Linked DNA regions of Mus musculus: regions 1, 2, 3 and 5 are each linked to region 4. The links are chromatin contacts, called in public Hi-C, HiCAR-type and HiChIP or PLAC-seq maps. All regions are on one chromosome and are shown on one strand. The core of a region is the stretch at or near the end of the contact, and the rest is flanking DNA. Distances in the headings are between cores, read along the strand shown. Region 1 has its middle 32 kb from the start of 2310039L15Rik. Region 2 overlaps Cradd (CASP2 and RIPK1 domain containing adaptor with death domain). Region 3 overlaps 2310039L15Rik (RIKEN cDNA 2310039L15 gene). Region 4 has its middle 30 kb from the start of Gm40744. Region 5 overlaps Cradd (CASP2 and RIPK1 domain containing adaptor with death domain).

Evidence for each region. Hi-C and Micro-C count contacts between places; a contact is called where the count stands out from the background. HiCAR-type assays count read pairs that join an accessible place to other places. HiChIP or PLAC-seq counts read pairs in DNA pulled down with a chosen protein or histone mark.
Region 1: an H3K4me3 HiChIP or PLAC-seq map of bone marrow-derived macrophages shows a contact between it and region 4, with 5 times the contacts expected there. The contact joins two enhancer-like sites. A contact is called at or near these places in 4 of 484 Hi-C or Micro-C datasets (bone marrow-derived macrophages, muscle stem cells and pancreatic cancer cells), 6 of 115 datasets of contacts at active chromatin or transcription factors (bone marrow-derived macrophages, embryonic basal ganglia, embryonic stem cells and 2 more) and 1 of 9 other capture datasets (embryonic stem cells).
Region 2: a contact with region 4 is called in a Hi-C map of the C2C12 cell line, with 4 times the contacts expected there. The contact joins two enhancer-like sites. A contact is called at or near these places in 2 of 15 datasets of contacts at CTCF or cohesin (large pre-B cells and pro-B cells), 25 of 484 Hi-C or Micro-C datasets (B cells, the C2C12 cell line, the G1E-ER4 cell line and 13 more), 13 of 115 datasets of contacts at active chromatin or transcription factors (DN3 thymocytes, bone marrow-derived macrophages, cardiomyocytes and 10 more) and 1 of 9 other capture datasets (embryonic stem cells).
Region 3: a contact with region 4 is called in an H3K27ac HiChIP or PLAC-seq map of embryonic stem cells, with 3 times the contacts expected there. The contact joins two enhancer-like sites. A contact is called at or near these places in 2 of 15 datasets of contacts at CTCF or cohesin (the NIH/3T3 cell line and large pre-B cells), 5 of 484 Hi-C or Micro-C datasets (the HPC-7 cell line, bone marrow-derived macrophages, embryonic stem cells and 2 more), 5 of 115 datasets of contacts at active chromatin or transcription factors (bone marrow-derived macrophages, embryonic basal ganglia, embryonic stem cells and 1 more) and 1 of 9 other capture datasets (embryonic stem cells).
Region 5: a contact with region 4 is called in a HiCAR-type map of kidney, with 2.8 times the contacts expected there. The contact joins two enhancer-like sites. A contact is called at or near these places in 4 of 15 datasets of contacts at CTCF or cohesin (the NIH/3T3 cell line, embryonic stem cells, large pre-B cells and 1 more), 31 of 484 Hi-C or Micro-C datasets (the C2C12 cell line, Sertoli cells, bone marrow-derived macrophages and 2 more), 8 of 115 datasets of contacts at active chromatin or transcription factors (bone marrow-derived dendritic cells, cardiomyocytes, embryonic basal ganglia and 5 more) and 1 of 9 other capture datasets (embryonic stem cells).

What each region holds. Positions count from the first base shown.
Region 1 is chr10:95,366,477-95,369,176 of GRCm38.p6, reverse strand. No RefSeq gene overlaps it. Among named protein-coding and RNA genes, the nearest start is that of 2310039L15Rik, 32 kb to the right of the region's middle. Within about 2 kb of position 1,411, at least 21 of the 459 cell types and tissues checked have an H3K27ac peak or open chromatin away from gene starts, as enhancers often do. A contact at or near this core is called in bone marrow-derived macrophages, where this site is marked.
Region 2 is chr10:95,263,495-95,266,240 of GRCm38.p6, reverse strand. The region is part of intron 2 of Cradd (CASP2 and RIPK1 domain containing adaptor with death domain); the gene reads left to right. Among named protein-coding and RNA genes, the nearest start is that of Cradd, 59 kb to the left of the region's middle. Within about 2 kb of position 1,405, at least 160 of the 459 cell types and tissues checked have an H3K27ac peak or open chromatin away from gene starts, as enhancers often do. A contact at or near this core is called in B cells, the C2C12 cell line, the G1E-ER4 cell line and 10 more, where this site is marked.
Region 3 is chr10:95,347,051-95,349,750 of GRCm38.p6, reverse strand. The region is part of intron 1 of 2310039L15Rik (RIKEN cDNA 2310039L15 gene); the gene reads right to left. Among named protein-coding and RNA genes, the nearest start is that of 2310039L15Rik, 12 kb to the right of the region's middle. Within about 2 kb of position 1,405, at least 13 of the 459 cell types and tissues checked have an H3K27ac peak or open chromatin away from gene starts, as enhancers often do.
Region 4 is chr10:94,989,977-94,992,676 of GRCm38.p6, reverse strand. No RefSeq gene overlaps it. Among named protein-coding and RNA genes, the nearest start is that of Gm40744, 30 kb to the right of the region's middle. Within about 2 kb of position 1,271, at least 149 of the 459 cell types and tissues checked have an H3K27ac peak or open chromatin away from gene starts, as enhancers often do. A contact at or near this core is called in B cells, the C2C12 cell line, the G1E-ER4 cell line and 10 more, where this site is marked.
Region 5 is chr10:95,280,499-95,283,198 of GRCm38.p6, reverse strand. The region is part of intron 2 of Cradd (CASP2 and RIPK1 domain containing adaptor with death domain); the gene reads left to right. Among named protein-coding and RNA genes, the nearest start is that of Cradd, 42 kb to the left of the region's middle. Within about 2 kb of position 1,373, at least 14 of the 459 cell types and tissues checked have an H3K27ac peak or open chromatin away from gene starts, as enhancers often do. A contact at or near this core is called in kidney, where this site is marked.

The DNA.
Region 1 (2,700 bases), core at 162-2,661, 380 kb before region 4:
TACCAATAGGTGTTTCACAAGCCCCGAGGTGGTGGCGCACACCTTTAGTCTGGGCACTCAGGACGTAGAGGCAGGCGGCTCTCTGAGTTCGAGGACAGCCTGATCTACAGAGTTCCAGGACAGTCAGGGCTACACAGAGAAACCCTGTCTCAAAAACAACAACAACAACAACAAACAAACAAAAAAAGTTTCACAAGCCTCAGTAAGGTGAACGAAAGTACCCTCTACAAACCTGCAGTCAGATGTGTGGCTCACAACCGTAACTTCAGTGCTCAGGATAATAAGACAGGAGGCGTGCCATGAACGTGAAACTAGCCTGGTCTACAGTGCATTTTAGACCTGCCTGGGCTACAGATGTGAGGCTCTATCTCAAAAACAACAAGGGGAAAGCAATAATCTTTAAACCTCACAGAAATTTTACAAGATATAACATCGACCCCGTGTGTGTTTGGTTAAAGATCCTGAGACCTTTGAGAGTAACGGACCCCAGTAACGTGGAATTGTGGAGCCAAGACTACAAATGAGGCCCCAGATTTTTTTCATTGGACCAAGCTAAACATGTTTATATGAACAAGTTAAACATAGACACACACACACACACACACACACACACACACACACACACCCCGTAGCCCCCCCTCCCCCCGCTCTGGTCATTCCCGGAAATGTCTGTCTGCTTGCCGAATCCCTGAGCAGAGTCTGTTTCGGCCTCGGTGGCTTTTAGCCTACATAGGGTCCACAGAGGAAGGCAGCTTCCGCCGGCTGAATATTATAGTGACAATCTAACGCCATTCATACTCCAATCACCAACTGTTGCTCTCCTTCATCGCTATTGTGTAGGGTGTCTAGATTTATTTCTATTGTTTGTAGTCATGCATCTCCCGTGTGGGTATGTGTATGTGAATGCAAATGCTTACAGTGATCAGAGGTATTGGATTCAACCGGGAACTGGAGCTATAACCAACATAAGCCGCCCAACGAGTGTACAGGGAACCCACCTCATGTCCTCTACAAGAGCAGGACACAGATTTAACCATGGAGAAATTTCTCTAACTCTTAATTTTAATTTTTTTAAATTTTTTAAATAAAAATTGATATAATATATATTATATGTTGAGCATATTCCCCTAAAGCCCCTACCCCCTCCTTTCCCGCCTCCTGTTAGTTTCATTTCTTCCCCAAGACAGTTTCACTTCTGCCTGTAGGTCAGATATTCATACATGATTTCATGTATCTATAAAAAAAAAAAAAAATCCAGGAACCACAAATGAAAGAAAACATGTTCTATTTTTTTTTTCTTTCTGAAGCTGGCTGAATTCGTTTAATTGGATCGTCTCCAGTCATATCTACTTCCACACGAGCAGCGTAACTTCATGTTCCCGTTGTGTAGATAGACCACACTCTCTTTATTCATGCCTCTGTGCTGACTTCGTAATCAGCTACTGTAGACTAGAGCTGCCGATAACCACAGACGTGCAGGTACCTCTGTGATGGTTTCCCAAGTCCCTCAGGGAAACACCTAGAAGTGGCTCATGCCCTAGTTAGTTGTTTGAGAGACCTCGATACTGATTGCCTCAGTGACTGGACCAGTTTACCTTCCTACCAGGGGTATAGAAGAGCTCCCTTTGTCCGAATGTGGCCAGTGTTTGCTGTTTGTTTTCTTGATGCCTGCCATTCTGACTGGCTGGAGACAGAACGCAGTGTATTTTAATTTGCAGCCATCTGTTTCTTTATAATGTAATTATTTAAGAGCACCCCAGCTCTTTAAGGCTTTGGAGAATCTGGGTTTTGTTTGTCTCCTGTCACTTCGTCTGAAGCACTTGGGCAGGCACGGGTCAGTACAGTCAGTTATTTGGTGTCTTTTAATGTTTAAGAAAAACTCACTTAGACGGTACATTGTTACACATGCGCCACAAACTTGTACCCTTTTTTCTCCCATTGAATATTGGACAATGAGTATTTATTATCCAAGCTATATAAATAGCACTTTCAAAACAATTAGCATATATCAATTGTGTATAGTCATGAGTTCATGTCTACAATGTACTTGGCTCATTTTCACCCCATCAGAACTTTCTTTTTTATCTTTCCTTTTCCCCCACCCTAGGTGTGCTTATTCTTCCCAAATAACATTTCTTTTACTTTTATGCCTCAAGAAAGAAAACCAGACTCCATATGTGAGGGAACGTGTGTGATGATTGTGGTTCTGAGCCTGGTCTACTTCACATAATCTGATGAGCTCCAGTTTCATCCATTATCCTGCGAATGGTATTTTGTTCTTTATGACTAAATAATCAGGTACTGGCAGCACACTTTCTGTATCACCCATTAATGGGAACCCAGGCAGATTGCTTCACCTGGCTGCTGTGAACACTGCCATGGCACATGTCATTGGCTCTCTCATAGTAACTCTAGGGGTGTAAGTTACTTCAAGGGATTTTTCTGTTGCTGGACGTTTGACTATGCGGCATCCTCATTCCATTCAATATCTACTCAGTATCAAGGTTGTCAGGAGCAACATTTTGGAGGCGGATTTCTTTCGGTGGAATTGCTTTGAGGAGAGCTGCTGTCTTCAGGGAATGCCTAGAAAGGATGGTTACACTCCACAGCTGTAATTACATCCAATAGACTCAGCTTGTGAATCTAATTTGTTTTGTAAGCTAATCCATCTTGTTGTGGAAGAGTTGAAAGTGTCTTCTG
Region 2 (2,746 bases), core at 156-2,655, 270 kb before region 4:
TTTAGAGTCCTCCTTGCCTTTCTTGAGGCCTGCGGTAAAGTTGGAAGAGGGGAAGTCCATATGAAACTGTCCTTTGTCTTTTCCTCCATACTCTATGCAGGAGTACCCAGAGCGGCTTCTGGGGAGGTAATTTTGTCCGCCTGAGGGTTTTACAATAGGTTCTGTTGTTCTTATGCGTAGGCAAAGACATGTCTTTTTGTTTAGAGGATTTTGAAATGTGTTCCTCCACCCAGAGCACCCAAGCCCAGGCTAAGCACAGAATCCTTTTATAACTACAGGTTATGATCTGATTCACTAGAAACAAGGGCCGGTGTTAAAAACAGAGCCTAAGGATCTTGAGCCCCTCTGTAAGGATTACCAAAAGAAACCAGTGAAATGTATCAAGGAAGGAAGCTACAGTCAAAACTGTATTTCTTCTTTAAAATTCTTAAGGCTCATAGGAAGCTTTGCATCTGATTCTCAGCTACCAAAAATAATTTGTGTGTGGAAGATGCCTCAGAAATGGAATATACTTAGGCGCCCACGGCTGACTGCTTTTCAGATGTGTGGTTATCAGTTGTAGCTTGAATTTAGAGAGTACGAGATGATGCAGACAGGGTTCCTGGGGGGTTAGTTTGTTACTTTCTGAGATAGTTATTTTCTGAGATTCTGATGAGAAGCCTGACAGAATGCCTTCAACCTCTGTGACTCCCAGGAAATGCTGTTAGCTTTATTCTGGTTTCATAGTTTTGGTCAAGGTAGATTCCAGAATAAAACAGACATTTTCTTCTTAGTAAAAAGGGGACGAGGCATCCTATTCCTAGGCTCGGAACTAAGGCAAGTCTTGCGCTTACCCTACTCTGTTGCATTCTCGGGTTATCAGATTTGCAAGTCGGAGTTGGGGAAAGTTTCTATCGGGACTCAAGCAACTCAGCCTCCAGTCCTTGCTAATACCAACAACCCGAAGGCAGTTTTCTACCACCTGGGAAAGAAAAAAAAATCTTTCTAAAAGATGGCACACGGCTTGCTTTCCTGTGCACTTTCAGCAGGTCTAGAGCTGCATCTGGCCGAGTCGGGTAATCCAATCTATTTTAACGCAAAGATTTTCCGAGAAGGCAGGAAACCAGCAAGGGGGAAGGCTTTCAGGCATCTGCTGTTTCGTTTCCAGATCCCTTGTGTTAATTTAATGTTTCTAGGGAACCCGGGGTTTTTTCTCGGAATCTCTTCTCTAGGAACTGGTGTGTGCCGCGATAAGGCTAAGACTAAGGGGGCTGCAGCCGGAGGCAGCGTCCCCGCTCCAGGGTGCAGACTTTCCCCGCCGCCACCGCCACCGCCACTGCCACCGCGAGGGTGACAGCACCCTTCGAAGAGTGAGTGTTTGCCTGTGTGCAATTAGGAAAGGCAACCCCGTGAAGCGATCGACATGCCCTCACCCCATCAAAACCAGGGCAACTCGACTCTGTTGAGGAAACAAACTCCATTCCATCCCAAGCCGGAGTGAAACGTGAGCTTTGCACAAACACTGGCACTGCTTCGGGAATACCGGGAAACTCGCCTTTCTTCCAGCGGCCTCCGCAGAGCTTTGCCCAGACAGCAGTACTAGCTTGCTGGGGGTTTTAGTGTGTGAGATGAGTTTTGGTTCCGTGCTTGCAGCCAGGTGTTAGCACTGGTGTGTGTTGGGCCCTATCAGCCCTATGACCAACAGCCGGCCTGGCCTCTCCAGCGTCTCCTCTCCCGCCATGGACCTGAAGCCTCACTCAAACCTCGCTTCTGCAAAGGCGTCCTGTAGACAAAAGCCTGCCCTTAAAAATTTTAAAGACTGTATGCTATTCCTGTTTAGACTCACGCAATGGGGATAATCCATGCTGCCCTGAAAATAGGGTTGAGAACTAAGATGGAGTGAGTTCACGTGGCCCTTTAATAGTAGAAACAGAACCGGAACTCCGATAAACCCAGCATTCTGTTACTGAGTTACAGAACTATTCTACAGAATCCTAGAGGTGGACCAGAGTGTTGTCCTCTTGTCATCCCCCCCCCCCCTATGACATTCTAGCAATCTGGCTGTTTCTGATTGCTGTGGTTGTGATTGCACACAATTCCATCGCTGGAAAACTCTAATGATTGCACTGTTGTTTCGAACACTAACTGGAATTCTCTGAGAAACTGTTCTTTAAACAATGAAAGGCTAAAATTACTCTTTTCCGCATATTTTTAATTGGTGTGGATGTATTTGAAAATCATGATAAAAATGAGCTTTCTATTGTGTTCACATTTAGGTTCCAGTCCAGGCTGTGTGTGCTATGAATTATTGGGAACAATCTTTGGTTTCTAGGTAGTGCTTTGAGGTTATGTAATGAAATGTTATATTGTAATATTTTAACATTTTAAATGATTTGACACTTAATATTTATTATTTTTTTTTATGTGCTTTGGTATTTGACCTGCATGTATGTCTGTGTGAAGGTGTCAGATCCCCTGGAATTGGAGTTATAGATACTTGTTAACTGCTATATGGATGCTGGGAATTGAACCTGTTTCCTCTGAAAAAACAGCCAGTGCTTTTAACAATGGAGCCATCTCTCCAGCTCTCCTCCTCCTATTATTATTATTATTATTATTATTATTACTATTACTAATGTGTGCTCCAGAGGACAACTTCTGAACAGTTGCTACCTTCTTTGATACAGGGTCTCTCATTGGCCTGGTGCTCATGGATTAGGCTAGCAAGCGCCAGGATACCTTGTCTCTGTCTCCCAGGAACGGCATT
Region 3 (2,700 bases), core at 156-2,655, 360 kb before region 4:
TGTAAAATGAAGTATGTAAGAGCTTGAAAGATACGCCATCGCTAAGCATATCCAATCATTAAGCATTCTTATTATGATTATTACTATGATTATAGTAAAACTATAATGAAACCTTCCTTGTGGTGTGATTCTGAGATGAACATCTGTGAATGCAAATCTTTGCCCACATCTCTGATTATTTATATTTGGAAGATTTTCTTGTTTTGTTTTTGATCATGCACACGCACGTGTGTCTGACTGTGAGTTTGTGTATGAGTGTGGTGCCCTTGGAGGCCAGAGGTGTCAGATCCTCTTGGTGCTAGAGTTCCAGGTAGCCGTGAGCTCGAGAACAGGAGAGCTGGGTACCAAACTCAGGTCCTCAGCAAGAGCATCACTTAACTTCTGAACCATCTCCCCAGCTCCTTTATTTCCTTTAAGAGGAATCCTTACAAGGAAAATTCCAGAGTCAAGGGATATGCAAATGGATCCGAGGTGAGGAAGGAGGATGGAGAACCAAACCTCTCCAGGAAGGAACTGCCTGGTCGCACCCAACTCTTCTCCCTAATGCCTCCTGGACAGAATTACATCGTGTACATTATAGAATCCAGGATGTGGCTAAAGTAGAGAGACTACACACACTCAGCTTGCAATTCACAGTTGAGACACCTTTCTTTCTTTTTTAAACTGAAAAAAAAACATCTTTTTTTAAAAAATACAATATACATTGATAAATGTTTCCCCTCCTCCAGTTTCTTTTATGAAAAACTTCTCTAATTTAGGCGAGTCAGTTCCTGAGAAGGCTCAGTGGGTAAAGGTCCTTGCCACCAAACTTGATGACAAAGTTTGATCCCTGTCCCTGTTGGCTTTGGGATGGAAGCTGAGAAAACTCATTTCAGAGACAGAAGCTTAAAAATGAAAACTTTATATTCTGAACTCTCAGGAAAGCAGTTAGTTTGGGTTCTGAACTGTGTCCCCATAGGGAGATTGTACATTTTCAAAGGCTGGGAACACAAAGTGGCAGGTGGGGGAACAGCTGTGGTGTTATCCAACTGTGTTTTGACGTTATGGGGGTACCCCTTAGAGACCGAGCTGTATCCAGGGCACCTTCAAGGTCCTTAATTCATTCTCCTAGACAGTGTCTGGTGCTCAAAGTGATAAGGGGACAATGGAGCAGGTCAGCTGCATGTAGTTAACTATCACATAACAGGCAATAGGTTATGTATTTTTATAACTTATGCACCTTTGTTTAGATAACAGCAATTTCTCTACTCTCTACCGGTTAACAGACAACTAAGAGGTGGGATAGGTGCTCATTCCTAGGCCTGGCAACATGAACTTGTTTAACCCTGCCAGCAAGATGGACAAGGTGTCCTTGAAATGTCTGGACTCAGACAACTGTCCCCTTACAAGTTGTCCCTGAGATGTCTGGACTCAGATAACAGTTTACAGCAGAAGCTGTTCAGCTATTGGGAAGTGCCCAGCTCCTCTAGGACCGGGACCTTGAATTTAATTTCTCCCCATGATTTAATGGAGTCTGAAAACTTAATGGTAGTACTTAAAGTTTCTTCTTTTGCTTGTTCCCAACACAGCCCCGTGGTGGAAACACAGAACTGACTCCTCAAAGTTGTCCCTCCACTTCCATTTAAGTGCTGTGATACACGCATGCCCTTCCCCTTAAAAAATGTAATTGAAATTTTTAGCTTGATGGGAGACAAATACTTCCTCAGCCACTCTTGTTTACAGTCTGGGATTACTGATGGACACAAACATTTCCTCCCCAAGTCTCCACGGGCCGTTGCATTTCTTCTATGGTTTGTTGAGTTATGACTCAAATATGATGCATCATGACTTTCAAAAGTATTTATTTTTTTTAAGCCTATGAAACTTCAAACTGCATCATCCAGGCAGCCCAAAGGAAGGACTCTTTTTTTTTTTTTTATAATTTATTTATTGATTATAATTAAGTACACTGTAGCTGTCTTCAGACACCAGAAGAGGGCATCAGATCTCATTACAGATGGTTGTGAGCCACCATGTGGTTGCTGGGATTTGAACTCTGGACCTTAGGAAGAGCAGTTGGGTGCTCTTACCCACTGAGCCATCTCACCAGCCCCAAGGAAGGACTCTTTACATGAGTGGATGTTTGTGTTTTCATACGACCACACATAACTCAGAGTGTGTTTTCTAGTAATAAGAATAAATGGAATAGCAGTTCCAAACAGAGCCAGCCTCAAGGGACTAAAAGGTTCTGGAGAACTGACAGGGTAGCCCAGAAACAGAAATTAAAACTTTTTAAGGGTTCGCCATGCGTTGCCCAAACCCAGCCTTCCTCTCTGTGCTTCAGAGCATTTTTTATTGGCCAGTTTTGTCATAACCTTTGCAATCCCATCTTTTTTGAAACTGAAGAGGAAGAATGAAACCCATCACTGCATAAACCAGAACCCAGACATTAATTAGAGAGTTGTCCGCTTGGGCTTTTGTTAATGAGCCCTTGTATAATCATCGCCCAGTTTTCACCAAGTGTGAGGTCTCAGTTAGGAGAAATTGCCGTGGTCTCCCTAAGAATAAAATTATAGAACGCTAGAGAACACAGGCAAGAAATGTCAGTTTGTTGTTAGAGAACTAATATGGGGAGTCACTGGCTGGAATCTAGCATTTGGTTGGCTCTCAGTGAGCCAGAAAAGCTTCTCAAGTTTTCTTTGTGAGGCTCAGGAGTTCATC
Region 4 (2,700 bases), core at 22-2,521:
TGTGTGTGTGTGTGTGTGTGTGTGTGTGTGTGTGTATGAAGCCCGGCAGGACTCTCCATTCCGAACAAGCTTTCTTTAACTGGTTTCTCAGTGGGGTAACCTCTCATTTCCCAGGAGCACCAAGAAAGGCAAATCAATATTCACTTAAGATAGCAATGTGCCCTAGAACCACAGGGGCCAAAGGGGTAGAACATCTCAAGACCGCGTCCAAGGTCAAACATAAGTGTGTCCGGAATTATCTCAGTGTAATGAGCCAGCTGGCCCCTGGTGCTTCACAAGACGGCTGGGTAAAGATTCGGGCTGGCCTCAGGCCTTGGCCCAGCAGGGAGCTGAGACGGGGGAAGGGCGCCCTCTGCCGAGGGTGAAGAAAAATACAACCTGGCAGTTGGTGAGCCCTATGCCTAGATTTCACTTCTAGAGGGCCATTTAAAACAAAAAACAAAAAAAACCTCAACCAGAGATCAAGCCAAGGAGCTGTTCCTCACAAGCCCTCTCTTAGCCCCTTCCCTTCAGCCCGGTGGCTAATTGCAGTCCTTGATCCCAAGGAGACAGTGTCCCCCCACTCCTGAGGCCTTCGTTTCTAAGAAAAAGACGGCCGATTATTACTTTTTTTGTTCCCTATTACCTTCCTCATCTTGGGCTCTAGAGCTCCGGAGCTAGGGGTCTTGGTCCTGAGAAAGATCTCAGACACTTTTGAGTAGGAGGGAACTCAGACACACCCTAAAGCCACACACACACACACACACACACACACACACACACACACACACACACACGTCAGTTGCCTGTCTATAAAACTGCGAGGCTGTATTCGACAGTCGGGAGGTTCCAACTCTCGTGGTGCCTGCCTGGTGTCCTATTTTAGACCCAGAATGCGTCCGTCCGCAGAGAGAGAACAGCGGCTAATGAGGGATCGTGAACCAACAGAAACAATGGCTGGGGACCACCTAAGCACTTTCCTCCCCCAGGGAAGGTAGAAATGGCTTTCTAAGGACCTGCGTCTCTTTATTGAATCTTGAGTGACACCTAGTGGTCCACCCGCCTCACCGTTGCCGAGGCTTCTGCTCAGAGGAGCTTTAAGTAAACTGGAGCTCATCTTTGCCTTCAAAGACCTGGGGAATCAAAGACAGCCTCGCTGAAGGTTTCTAGCACTTCCCCGCAAGCATTGTCCTACGTGATTCCGAAAGAAACGCTCTTATCTGGAGAGCTTGCTCAACTGGCACATCGTTCTAGCAGCGAATGTGTTAAGCTAGACGCTCTCCTAGGTACTGGGAACACAGATGTCCCAGTCTAGGCTCCTGCTCTCTAGAAACAGCCTAGGTTGGTGCAGAAAATGGACCCGGGTTTGGGGGAGTGTTTTATTTAAAAAACACCATAGTCCACTGGAAAAATGGAGTGTGTGTGTGTGATTTGTGGATGGAGGAGAGCAGTCACCACTTGAGCTGGGTCCTGGAGGTCAAGTAGCGTGACAGAATAAAAGTGGATTGACAGCCCACAATGTACACATCCTTCCACTCCGTTGTTCAAACAATGAACTTGAGGGCTGCTGGGAAGAGAATCTGTGGGTGTGGTTAAGATCCCCGGGTCTGCCAATCTTAAAAATCTAAAGCTTGTCCAAGGCAGGCCTCGCCCAATCAGCTGAACACTTTAAAGGGACTGGAATGTTCCTGGCAGAAGAGATTGGAGACTCAAAAGGACTCTTGTGGAGTTTTCTCTGATTGGTTGTTCATTAGGAATTTGGCTAGCCGGGAGAGAGCTGAGAGCCAAACTGTGAGAAAGTGAGTTCTGACAGTGGCCAGGGCGCTGGGAGAGAAGCCAAAGCTTGCTTTGCGAAAAACCAAGTCCCAGCTGACGCCTGAGTTTAGCTTTGCAACACCACAGAGAGAGGACTCAGGCTGTCTGTGCTGGTCTATAAAACTATGATTAACCAATTGGAGGGGATTTAAGCTGATAGCTATGCAATGTGTTCAGAAGCCACAGAAAAATGGAGGGGGTTGGCCACTTGGAGAACAAAAGCCATCTGGCCAGCAGGACCATGCAGGCAGACGACAAAGGAAAACGTAGCATTGAGAACAGGCTTTGGATGGGAGGCACAGTGTCCTTGGACAGACTGATGGCTCCCTGTACCCCTGTGTTCACAGCGTAAAATGGAGTCGTCAGTGGTTTAAACCTAGAGTTAGTGGTGTGCCTGCATAGACAGGGCTCGATACAGCTCAGGAACTATCAAGTGGTCAGAAGATGTTAGGCAACTCTAGTTGTAGCTCTTAATCCACAGACAAAGCACTGGGCTGAGAGGCCTTGGTCATGGGTTGGTTTTTTGTTTTGTTTTGTTTTGTTTTGTTTACTGGGATAGGGGGCATCTAAGACTATATATCCCTGACCCTACCTTTGTTCTTACTAAATCAGACTCTATAAGTAAGGCCCAAGGACCTGAACTCACAAAGAGCTTCCAGAACGAGAGGGTGTAACTGCACCATTGCAGTAGTTATACATCAGTAAGCAGCTGGTAGAATACAGAAAAGGCAGTAAGGGCAGGGTGTGCACATGACAGGCTTTGAGGGAGCACCGCACCGTCTAAAGGGGTGAACAGGTCACCAGAGAATGTGCTGGGATCATTCTGAGAGGTGGGTGGGGATGGGGATAATGAGTGGTGTTGTTGGGTTGTGAGAGTCCAGGAATCTTGTGGGCGTGCAGCTGGAA
Region 5 (2,700 bases), core at 124-2,623, 290 kb before region 4:
ATCTTGGAATAAGAAAACAATTTTTGACCTACTTTTTGTTTTTAAACATTTATCTGTGTGTGTCTGTGTGTGTGTGTGTGGCGTGCGCGCGCGCGTGCACGTGTGCTTCCATGTGCATCCCATGTTGGCATGTGTGCAGATCAGAGGATTTTCCACCATGTGAGTTCTGGGTATTGAACTCAGGTCATGAAGTTGGTGAGCAAGCACCTTTACCCACCAAGCCCCCTTTTACTTTTTTTTTTTTTGTCTTTGAAAAGAAAATGTAAGGCTGGTGTAGCAGCACAGGCCTTTAAGCCCAGCACTGAGGCAGGTGGATCTCTGTGAATTTCAGGCCAGTCTGGTTTACAAAGTGAATTCTAGGGCAGCGAGTGCTACATAGTAAGACAGTGTCTTAAAAACAAAAACAATAACAACTACAACCCCAAAACAATAACAACAAAAGAAGATGAAGTGTAAATACCCCCCCCACCCTCCGGTCGAGATACTGGCCCTGGCCGCTCTTGCAGAAGGAATGAAGACGAGGATGTAATCACGCCCAGGTGTGCTGGAGGAGGAGGCTTTTATTGTTGATGGGAGAGAGCGCGCAGCCAGAGGCAGCCAGAAGAGTCCAGATCAGGGGGAGAAACTAGCAGACTGAACTGGGCCATGAGAAGGGAGGGGGTGAGCATGGAGAGAATAAGGGGGAGGGGGAAGAGAGGAGGCCAAGAGAGGAACCAAGAGGCCAAAGGGGACAAACGAGGGTGGCCACAATGGCTGGGTTATATAGGAATCAGAAGCTCGGGGAATGGAAGATGTGGTAGCTTTTCCTGGTCGTCAGCTTGACGACATCTGAAATGAACTCCAATCCAGAACTGGAGGGCACGCCTGTGATCCAGATCTTGAGGCTGGAAGGCACAAGTGTCTGACATAGATCTTGAGGTGTTGTGGTCATGAAAAGCTTAGGCCCAGGCAAGGTAGTACATGAGACTTAATTCCAGGAGGCTGAGGCAGGGAGTTCAAAGGTCAGCCTGGGACAAAGCAAATCCCAGATCCAGGAGTGGTGATACACACCTTTAATCTGGGTCACACCCTACCTTAAGGACATTGGAAGAAGGAAGATTTGCTCTACTTGCAATGACTTGCCAGCACATCTGTTGAAATCTACTCCTGCAGGATTCCAGCTTATACAAAAGACCAGGTGAATCACCTAGCCTCATGGGACTGAGCAACTACTAGATTCGTGGATTCCCATCCACAGCTGCCCATTGTTGGGCTAGTTGGACTGCAGACTGTAAGTCATCACAGTAACTTCCCTTAATATAGAGAGGCATTCCATAAGCTTTGTAACTCTAGAGAGCCCTGACTAATACAGAGGGGAAGCTCAGGGGTGTGAGAGGTTAGGGTGGGGCAGGGGTGAGAGGGTTGAGAGGAGCTTGGGCTCTGTTACAGGTGCTCGCAGAGCCAAAAGAGCCAGGCAGCCAGCTCTGCTATATTAATAAGTACCACAGTTAGCCCTTTGTGATAGATTAATAAGTACCACAGTTAGCCCTTTGTGATATATTAATAAGTACCACAGTTAGCCCTTTGTCCTGTGATTCTTCGGGATCTGACAAAGGCAGAATACGAAGGTTTCCCAGAAACCTGCATGGCAGCTCCCAAGCCCATGTAACTCCAGTTCCAAGGAACCTGGTCGACTTTTCCGACCTCTGAGGGCACCAGGCACACATGTGGTGCACAAATATACTTGCAGGCAAAACACACACATCAAATAAATAAATCTGAAAAAGGGGGGATACTGTTTGAAACTTCCCTTATCCAACTAACACAATATAGACCAACCCCTGTTCCCTGTAAATGATAAGGTCCTATGATCATTACCGCCTGTATCATTTGAGCATAGTTGTCGGTTTGCTTCACAGCAAAGGGGTCCAGCAGTTGGCTGCCATGAGTATCTGCAAGGAACGCACTTGTTTCTGGGCCCTCCTCCCTGTGCGCTTGGTGCATTGTGCCATCCGTGCTGCCTGCTTTTGTTTTTATCCAGTAGTGCACCGTGTCTATTAGAGAGATGATGTATCTAAGAGCAAATCTGTAATGTACGGTGTAGTTAATTTAAACTTATCCCTGTCTAGCTTACAAACGAATGAGACTCGGACTGTGGTTATTTTATTTGGCTTTGACCAATATTTGACTGGGGAGTGACCCATAATCTACTTTTCTAACTGCTATGCTGGCTACCCTCCCCAGCAGTGTACCCCAGATACCTGCTGTTTCTCTTGGCCATCTCCCCTCATGGTGGCTTCCTCCTCCGTGCCCTTTCTCCCTCTTCTCTTCCTGTGACCCCCAGCCATGTAACTGAAAACCCACCTACCTCTATTTCCTCCAGTAATTGACTGTCGCCAATTTTATTCAACCAACAGTTTTAAATTACAGAGTAATGTTTGCCCAACATAAGCTGGTATACATGAGAATTCACTCATCTTGAATATACAAAATTTAGCATATAATACATAGCAACAGACCAAACCTCAACAGTACGTGGCTCTTCTATGCCCGCTCCTGCTCTGAAATGAGACAGAAACTAGGTACTTTCTATTAGTGAGTTTCTTGTACTATAGCTGGCCTGGGTTTATCTATTCTAACTAGAGTATGCTTGGCCTGGCTTACTTCCCAGCCACTTGGCATTCCCTGCCATCTGAGCCTTGCCCTGGCTCCTTCTGCTCC